2 separate regions of the Macaca mulatta genome follow, and region 2 is linked to region 1. A link is a contact called in public Hi-C data. All regions are on one chromosome and are shown on one strand. The core of a region is the stretch at or near the end of the contact, and the rest is flanking DNA. Distances in the headings are between cores, read along the strand shown. Region 1 holds the start of EFCAB14 (EF-hand calcium binding domain 14). Region 2 holds the start of MOB3C (MOB kinase activator 3C).

The links. A called contact is a pair of places that touch in the nucleus more often than the background predicts.
Region 2: a Hi-C map of CD4 T cells shows a contact between it and region 1, with 4 times the contacts expected there. The contact joins the promoter of MOB3C here to the promoter of EFCAB14 in region 1. A contact is called at or near these places in 2 of 14 Hi-C or Micro-C datasets (CD4 T cells and cortical neurons).

The regions. Positions count from the first base shown.
Region 1 is chr1:193,872,540-193,876,971 of T2T-MMU8v2.0, reverse strand. EFCAB14 (EF-hand calcium binding domain 14) reads right to left here and starts at 2,552. Exons shown (of 10, transcript XM_015138873.3): 1 at 1,326-2,552. The coding sequence starts at 1,510.
Region 2 is chr1:193,972,637-193,977,068 of T2T-MMU8v2.0, reverse strand. It overlaps MOB3C (MOB kinase activator 3C), which reads right to left and starts at 2,654. Exons shown (of 4, transcript NM_001260946.1): 1 at 2,501-2,654. All of the region lies in intron 11 of ATPAF1 (ATP synthase mitochondrial F1 complex assembly factor 1), which reads right to left.

The sequences.
Region 1 (4,432 bases), core at 1,303-3,802:
CACTTAAATGAATAAATAATACGACCTATTAAGGGTTCATCTACTAGGTACAAAAGTTTCAAACGTCACATAAAACAGAGGGAACTCCTGCAGGTAAAAGGAAGATCGTAAAGGCACTGCAGCTGTCATCATCAGGAGAGAGGTCTTTGAATACAAGCTCAGGTCACAAAAGTGTAAAGATCAATGTTTCTCTGCAATTCCATCTCTGCACTGTAATTTCCCTATTGATTTCTCTCTCTCAAATGCATACTCACTCACTCCGGGGAATCTTGTTTCAGTTTCCTGAAACTTTATAAACTTTTGAGCAAGTTTTACTGCAAAAGAAATGAAAGAAACAGGATCTGTAGTTTTAAGTGGACACCTGGTGTATTCTAGCTTATTGGCTCAGAAGTAAGGAAACACAGAAGGGGCTAGATTTCACACAAAACATCAACCAACTTTCAAGGTCTAAACTAACCTAGCAGGGTAACTACTCCAGGTATCTTCTGATGAAGGTAACACTTCATCAGACCTTCATAACCCAAACCCAGGATTGCCCTTAACAGCCTAAGTTGACAAAGCTCATTAGAAATCAAACTCTTCCTTTAACAAAACAAGACATTTTAAACCAACCAACCACTCAATGTCAGCATCCTGACCTTCTGCCTAGCCATTGTTTACACATCTTCAGCAGAATCCTCTTTTCTTTTAGTGTGCGCCCAGAGAGTCCAAGGGCGTTTTTAAAGTTCGCTTTGGTCCTTTCCCACCCTGAGCCCCATTCCCAATGTTCTCAAATCTTACTACTTGATTTGCCTAGTGGTCTCTACACCTATGAATGACGAGGGAAAATGATGCCTCTTCTTTTGCCCCCTCACCCCACCTACTCTCAAGGCTCCTACTTCCTACTATATCTCTCACCATATTTCCCCATCACCAATATTCAGAATCATCAAGAGTGCAAAAACGAAATAATTTGCAGTCTTAAAGTCTCTGTTTCTCCTTCGTTCTACACTGTTTCAAAAGGTCTAGTCTCCAAAGCTTCTCTGCTCCTCTGTCTCCATTCTTCGCTTCTTTAGGACTCCCTGGGCTCTTGGCACATTCTCCCAACTCCATATTTCCACCTCGGATTTGGAGATTTTCTTTCTACACCTAAAGACAGGTCTCTAACTTATTCTTCATTCAGGATCTGAACTTACCTTTTCCCTAAAACCGTTTTTCCCTCTTTGACTTCCAAGGTCTACACCCTTTTTTCTTCCTAAGGAATTCCTTTCTCCTTCCTGTCAATGTGGCCCCTTGGTAGTGCAAGGAGATGCCTTCTTCCCATTCCACCTTTCACCACTACTCACTTGGCAAAGCGAGAGCGATTTCCAACCACACCGAATTCCTCTTCCTCTTCGGAGCTGGACTCAGAGTCTGAGTCGGGAGGCTCAGTGCGAAGCAGGCGGTGACTGCTTGGGCCTTTCTTGGGCTTCTTTCTCCGGCTGTCCCCAGCCAAACCAATCAGTGCATTGAGCTCTTTGCGCTTTTTCATCTTTTTGTGTGGGGTAAGTGGAGCCCCGACTCCTGAGCTGCCAGGTTCGTACCCGACGCCCAATTCTCTTCCTGCCTTGGAGCTGCCTTCCAGGGTTGGAGATCCTGGGCCAGAGCCCCCTGGTCACTCCCACCTAGGGGTGGGACTGACCAGATCCGCCAGGGACTGGAGATTGGAGCCCAGAGGAAACTGGAACTCAGATGGGTGGGGGAAATCACATAGAAATGGCCAAGGAGCTGGTGACCCCAAAGGATAAGGCCTTGGACGCAGAGTGTTAGTACAGGGTGGAAAGGGGCCTTTATCTTCCACAGGGCGAAAAAAAGCCAAGTCAAAAATGAAGGATTCTCAGCCCGGATAAGTAGGCAATACTTCTAAGAGTGCTCCAGGAGCTGAGGAAGGGCACGCTTAAAATAGGTGTTTTGTACCTCCGGGGGAGGATTTCCAACGGAGAGGGAAGAGAAACTTGTTCTTGAATGGGAAGAGAGCGGGGAGGTGCAGAGCAAGAACGTGGGAACGCGTCAGTCCCTTCCTGGCAGGACAGGTGGCGGCAGGAGGCGGCTCCCAGCAGTTACAATCCCAACACTGCTTGGCCGCAGAGAAAATGCCCGGCCCAGGAAGCCGGCTGGGGTGTGTGATGATCACCGTTCTCCGGCCTCCGTCCTGAACGTGAAGGAGGCCCGAGGCCGAGGAAGATCCGGATCCCGGCTCGAAGGGTCGGCCTGAGAGAAGCCAGTCCCGCGCCTGCTAGACCCCCGCCCCGCTGTCTGGGCCTTGGGGACACGGTGCCGCGGGCTACGGCGGCTTGGCCGACAGAAAGCGCTCCCGCCCGTAGTTTGAGGTCTCCGGCACGGGCAACTCTCGGCCACTCACACGCGCAGGCCCCACTCCAGCCGCGACTCCGGCCCCTGCTCCGGCTTCGGCCGCGGCTGCTCCCGACACTTTGTTGTTGGTGTTGGTGGCGGCGGCGGCGGCGGCCGCGGGCTCCAGACCCGGGCCATCGCTCCAGCCCCAGATGACTTCCCCTTTGGCAGCGGCCACCGGCACCGCCTGCCAGTAAGCCGTGCTCCCATTGGTCGCCCGCCTGGGTGACGTCACGCCGGGGCGAAAGTCGAGGCGGAGAGGTGGGGTGTTAAAGGGGCCCTGCCCCTGCTGGGGCTGGGTCCCACCCTCCGGTTAGGGTGGCCCCGCCCCCAGGAGGGCTTCCGGGACCTGCTGCTCCTCTGAGCCGGGTGGAGTTCTGCATCCTGCGGAGCGCGGGCGGGGCAGGCAAAGTACCCAGCTGCTCGACCTACCTGGAAAGTTTATCAGCCGCCCAGGCACCCAGTTGTGAACTGGACTAACCAAGTCTGAAGGCTCCGCCCCTCTGACTCTCACACAGGCTATTAAAAGTTTAGGCGCGTTTCAGATTAATGAACACATTCATTCAGTCAATAAATATTTATTGAGAGCTTACTTACTACGTGTCAGGAGCTGTTCTAGCGCTGGGGATACAGCCATGAACAAAATAACCAGGGTGCTTGTCTTCCTGTGTAGGGTTGCCAGATTTAGCAAATGAAAATGTAGGACACCCAGTAAAGTTTGAATTTCAGATAAACAGCAAACAATTTTTTAGCGTTAAGACGTCCCATGCAACATCTAGGACATCCTCATACTAAAAAATTATTCATTGTGTATGTGAAATGCAAGTTTAGCTGAGCATCCTGTATCTTATCTGCCAATCTATTCCTGCAGTTTATTTATACTCTAGTGGGAGGAGAGCAACAATAGGCAAGCATGTTAAATGTCAGGAGGTTATAAGTGTTATTAGGAAAATTGAAACACGGTCAGGTGATGGGGAGTGCCTCTGTGAAAAGGGAACATTCAGCGAGATTATCAGAGGAGGTGAGGGAGTGAGCTGTGCAGTGTTTGCAGGAAGGAGTGACCAGGAAGACCTGTTGTGGCTGGACCAGAAGAGCAAGGAACAGAGTGATAGGAAATGAGGTCAGAGAAGCATGAGAGGCCAAAGCTTTAGGGCCTTATGGATCACTGAAAGGACTTTGGGAAAGCACTGGGGGCTTTAAGCTAAGAGGTGGCATACTCTGGCTTTTCCGTTTAAAAAAAAATCACTCTGGGCCGGGCGTGGTGGCTCACGCCTATAATCCCAGCATTTTGGGAGGCTGAGGCGGGCAGATCGTGAGGTCAGGGGATGGAGACTATCCTGGCCAATATGGTGAAACCTTGTCTCTACTGAAAATACAAAAATCAGCTGGGCGTGGTGGTGTGCGCTTTTAATCCCAGCTACTTGGGAGGCTGAGGCAGGGGTTCAACTGGCTTGAACCCCGGGAGGCGGAGGTTGCAAGGAGCCGAGATTGTGCCACTGCACTTCAGTCTGGTGACAGAGCGAGACTCCGTGTCAAAAAAATAAAATAAAATAAAATAAAAATAAAAAGAAGAAAAAAAATCACTCTGGCTACTTTGTAGAAAAAAGTAGGAGAGAGTGAGGAACACAGGAGAGCAGTTTGTTACAGTCCAACTAGAGATGATGCGGATAGATTAGAGAGGCAGTAGCAGAGATGGAGAGCATTCTAGATGCTTCCTGAAGACAGAACTGACAATTTTTGCTGATAGATTAGATGAAAGGTGTGAAGAGAAGAGAGGGTTTGGAGGTGGAAACACTGGAAGCAGGGAATTGTTATTTATTGAGATGGGGAAGAGCAGGTTTGGGATAAGTTTGAGAAGCCAATTCAATATTCAAATAGAGGCTGTTTGGTATACCCATTGAGAGTTCTCTGGGCACAGGTTGGGGCCTGAAGTATCAATTGGGAAGTCATCAGATATAAATGGAATTTAAAGCAAAGTGCTTTGAGCTACTTGGAAGAAAGTCACTTAAGATAATTTTTATGCCTATATTCTTATTGTGGCAAGTACACTGCTTTTGTTTAA
Region 2 (4,432 bases), core at 1,405-3,904, 100 kb before region 1:
CCAGGAGGGCCCATGTAGACCTCAGGCAAATTTGCTTTGCCTCCTAGAATTTAAGGATCCCAGATTCAGAGCAGACTTCGGGAGACAGTGATCAGGGCCCTAGGCTCAGAGGCAGGATTCCTGGGTTCTAGTCGCAGCTCTACCATTGGCTTACTGGGTGACCCCTGTATCACCATGGATTTGGCCCATCCAGGTCCTGGGTCACTCTGCTATAGCTAGGTTTCTAAGACCTGAGTCATCTCATCTCACCTGTGAGTGTGTGAGCTACTGGGAAATGCAGACCCATGTACCTACCAAAACTAGAATTTAGCCACAAACTAAGCACTGACCCTGCCCCTAGACTGAGCACTAAGGCTGAGTATAAGCTAAGAATTGCCTTCTTTTTCCAGGCTGACCTCTGACCTAGGCTCTGGCAAGTGTGAGCCCTGACTCTAGCCTTTAGCCCTACTCTGAGGCTTGCTTATGGCCAAAGCCTGGGCTTGACCTCTGACTGATGCTAGAGCACTGTCCTTTCTCACATCTCTGGTAACCCTGGGACAGGATTGGGGAAGGGAGGGTGGGAACCAGGTGACAATTGGGTAAAAGCAAAGGGAAGGCACATATTGCGGGAGGGGTATTCTGGCAAGAAGTCAAACTAGCAGGGGAGATGTTTGAGACAAAGGTCCTTCCTTGAACCCACAAAGGCAGGCCAGGATGGGGGCAGTCTGGTAAAATGAGAGCAGCTTGGAGGGTAGAAACAGGCCATTCAGCAGGAACTTGTTCTCTTGAAAAAAACTCACAGATGTGAAAGGTCATCTCATCCATCCTGACTCTTCAACTTCTCACCCAAAGAAGTCCCCAGGGTGGGACCCCAGTTTCCTGAGCAAAGAGGAGATTTCTGCGCTTCACTTGCCATCTCCATTTTAAACTCTGCTTGGGGCAAGTGCTTCCCAAATCCCTCACACTGCAATTAGGCGGGGCTCCTGGGCTCCCCACATTGCATGACCCCCTTTATGACAGTTAGAAATAGGCCCCCACCTTGGCATTCAGCACCTTGTCCTACCTTTCCTGCCCCACTTCCCACCTCCCCACACCAACCACCCTGGGCTTCTTCCTGATTCCTGAACACGCCCCCACTCTCTTGCCTCTGCATGTTTTCTTATACCTCCACCTGCCTGACCATACATCCTCAGATTGGCTGCTACCTCCTCCCACAGCCTCCTCTCCTGAACTCAGATCTCCTTCTCCTTGGGTAGAGGCTGCTTTTGGTCATCGCAGTCTCCATTCCATCCCCAACCCAGCCCCAGCTTAGGAAAAGGCCTGGCACAAAGTCAGTGTTCAGACTTGAAGGAAAGCTTAGACTAGAATCTTAGAGTTAAAATAGCCCTGATAGATCAACTGGCCCAGCTCACTTGTACACATGGGAAAACTGAGGCCAAGATGAGGAAACTGAGGCCTAAAAATAGGACTTGAGGAGCCTGTGTTCACACAGCAAGTTACAAGCAGAATTGGGAACTGAGAGGAGGTGGGGCTCAGCTCATGACCAAGGGTAAAACACCATTTTCCTACACTGGCTTATCAATGGTCTGGTGCAGACAGAGAAGAGGAGGGGAGTGGAGGGACAGTGGAAGCATCTTCTCCACCAAACAGCCCAACCTGCTTCCTGTCCCCAACACACTGACTCCGCACAGCAACTGGGATGTCCTGACCAGTGAGCTAGAGTTCCACCTTACTCCTGTGGAACTTCAAGGCCTGGGTCTCTTTCCAGGAAAACGTAAGCTCAGGGGGTGGGTGCAAGGCAGGTACTCTTCTAGCCACAGGGTTAACTCCCTTCACTCTCCACCCCCATGCCCTCACTGAGTTTCTGTCACAAAACCTCTGTCCCTCCCTGAACCATTGCTGTTCCCCCTCCTAGCCCCCATTTCCCAGTGCTGGCTATCCTTTCACTCCTGGAGTGGCAGTGGCTTGCTCATTCCCTGGGTGGGGATGTGGGCTTCTCAGATGAAGACAGCAGGGTGACCCTCCCTGTTTCTGATATTTAGCTCCCTGCTAGGCTACATCTACCACTCCTTGGGCCTGGGCCAGAGGATGGCCCCAGTTTGAACCCAGAATCCAGCCTGGGACGCTCTTCAGGACAGAAGTCGAAGAGAAAAAGTAGAGGCGAAGACTCCACGCTCTCCTTGAGGCGCGCAGCCACCCACGCCCACCCCCGGCTTCCCTGCCCCCCCAACCAGCTCCCAGGGCCAGGCAGGTCGTAGGACCCAGAGGAGCCCGCCTGACATTTCCGCTCCCCGAAAACACGCCCCCCAACCCCTCCCCTCTGCCCCGTACCGCCCCCTCCAACCCCACCCCAACTTTCGAAGCTCTGAGCCTTGGACCCCAGCCCCAAGACAGCGGCCAGTCTGCCTTCGGGCGGGACTCTCCTCCAGACCGTGCCACGCCGAGACAGCCGAAGAAATGAAAGTGGAAGCCAGGCGGGCGGGGTGCGCGGCGAGGCCGCAGGGGCACGGCGCACACTCACGGGTCCTCCTCTGGCCGCGGGGTCACATTCCCAGCCACAGGGTCGCCCTTCCCTTGCCGGTCCCGCAGTGCCTGTTCTCTCGCCTGTCAGCCTGTCCGTCTGCCTGTCCTGCCGGCTGCGGCCGCCCTCCTGCCCGGGTGACGCCAGCTCCGCCCCGGGCCCGCCACGCCGCGGCCACGGGGCGGGGAGGGGCGGAGAAAGGGGACTCCCCTCCACCCCAGTACACAGACGCACTCGCCCCCACCCTCCCGGAAAGTCCATATCGGGCTCCCAGCTTCCCCCTGGACAAAGGACTGAGCTGCCCGCCCCCTCAGTGCTTCCTTGGACCTCCACCAAGGAGGCAGCCTCAGGTTCCCAGACGGTAAAATGGGGAAAAACTCGGCTTCTTCTGGAGCAGAAACAAGAGCTGCTAGATAAGGGTGGTTTCTTTGCCCTCCTAGAATCGTCTGCGTCACACTTGTCCCGGGACCCGATAAGGGATCAGGACTGGCCTATCCACTCCCATATCCTCAGCTCCTGGCACATAGCAGGAACTCAAAACCCACTTGATGGATGAATGAATGAATGATTGAGTGAAGGAATGAATGAACGCCTTGGGAATCATGAGCTGAGTCCTTCACCCCTGAGGGACAGGCCCAGAAGAGCCTCAAATCACAAACTTCATCTCCTCACCAGGGAGGGGGCCTGGCTCAGGCTGGGCTGATTCTCCTTGCTCCTCACCCAGAGTCACCCCATTTCTTACCTCCAGACCTGTATCCCAGCTGTTCCATTTTAGAATACCTTCTCTCCCTCCTTCCTTCCGACCAAATCCAAACCACTCAAGATCCGATCTGCTCTCCCTATCACCTGGGTTCCTTCGAAGACAGAGAGATATCTCACCAGCATTCAGTGCACACTGTGGCCCCCAGGCCCAGGGACCAGTTGGCTGCTCTGTCTGGGATGGGAGGGAAGATTGGAGGCCTTCTAGGTAGGAAGACCAAAGCAGAGAGCTTAGCTGTAAAAGCCACTCTGGAGGGGTAGGGGAGAGCTAGAGGCCAGAGGTGGGCATTTACTATGGCACACTGGACACTCCTTGTGTCTGGACCTTCTGTTTGCTGGATGACATGAGAACACGCTAGATCCTTAACCCAGATCATATCCTTTGCAGCAACATGGGCTGGAGCTGGAGGCCATTATCCTAAGCAGACTAACACAGGAATAGAAAACCAAATACTGCATATTCTCACTTATAAGTAGGAGCTAAACAATGAGACTACGTGGATACTAGGAGGGGAACCGCAGACACTGGGGCCTGCTTGGGGGGAGGGCGGGAGGAGGGAGGATGAGACAAAAATACCCATCAGGTACTATGCTGCTTACCTGGGTGATGAAATTATCTGTACACCAAATCCCCATGACACAGAGTTTACTTATATAACAAACCTACACATGTACCCTTGAACCTAAAATAAAAATAAAAAATGAATCCCAGCTCATAGAACTGTGGATATGTTCTTTTGTTGAGCACCAATTTTTGCCCCAGTCTAAAGTTCTCTGTATTTTTATGTCTGACTCTTAACTCTCTGCCCTGAATCCCCTATAAACAAACACTTGCTTATGGAGCAAATTAAAATATGCTTCTTTATTTGATATCCTAATCAATATCTTTTATTAAGTATAACTCTCCACTCATATCAGATCAGGGGATTGGGTGATGAAGCTGACCTGGTTGCTGACCTCAGGTGCTGACAGGTCAGTAGAGGGAACAACACAGAGAGATACACAAGGTCAGAGCTCAGTCACCCAGAGGTGAGAATGTGGTTGTGGACTAATGGACTTTGTAAGAGTAGGGGTATTTGCAGGAAGTACATAGAACACCCAGAACGGGTATGTTTAACAAAGACATTATTTACAGGTAGGGTCAAGGTGTAGGGAAACCACACAGACAGTGTA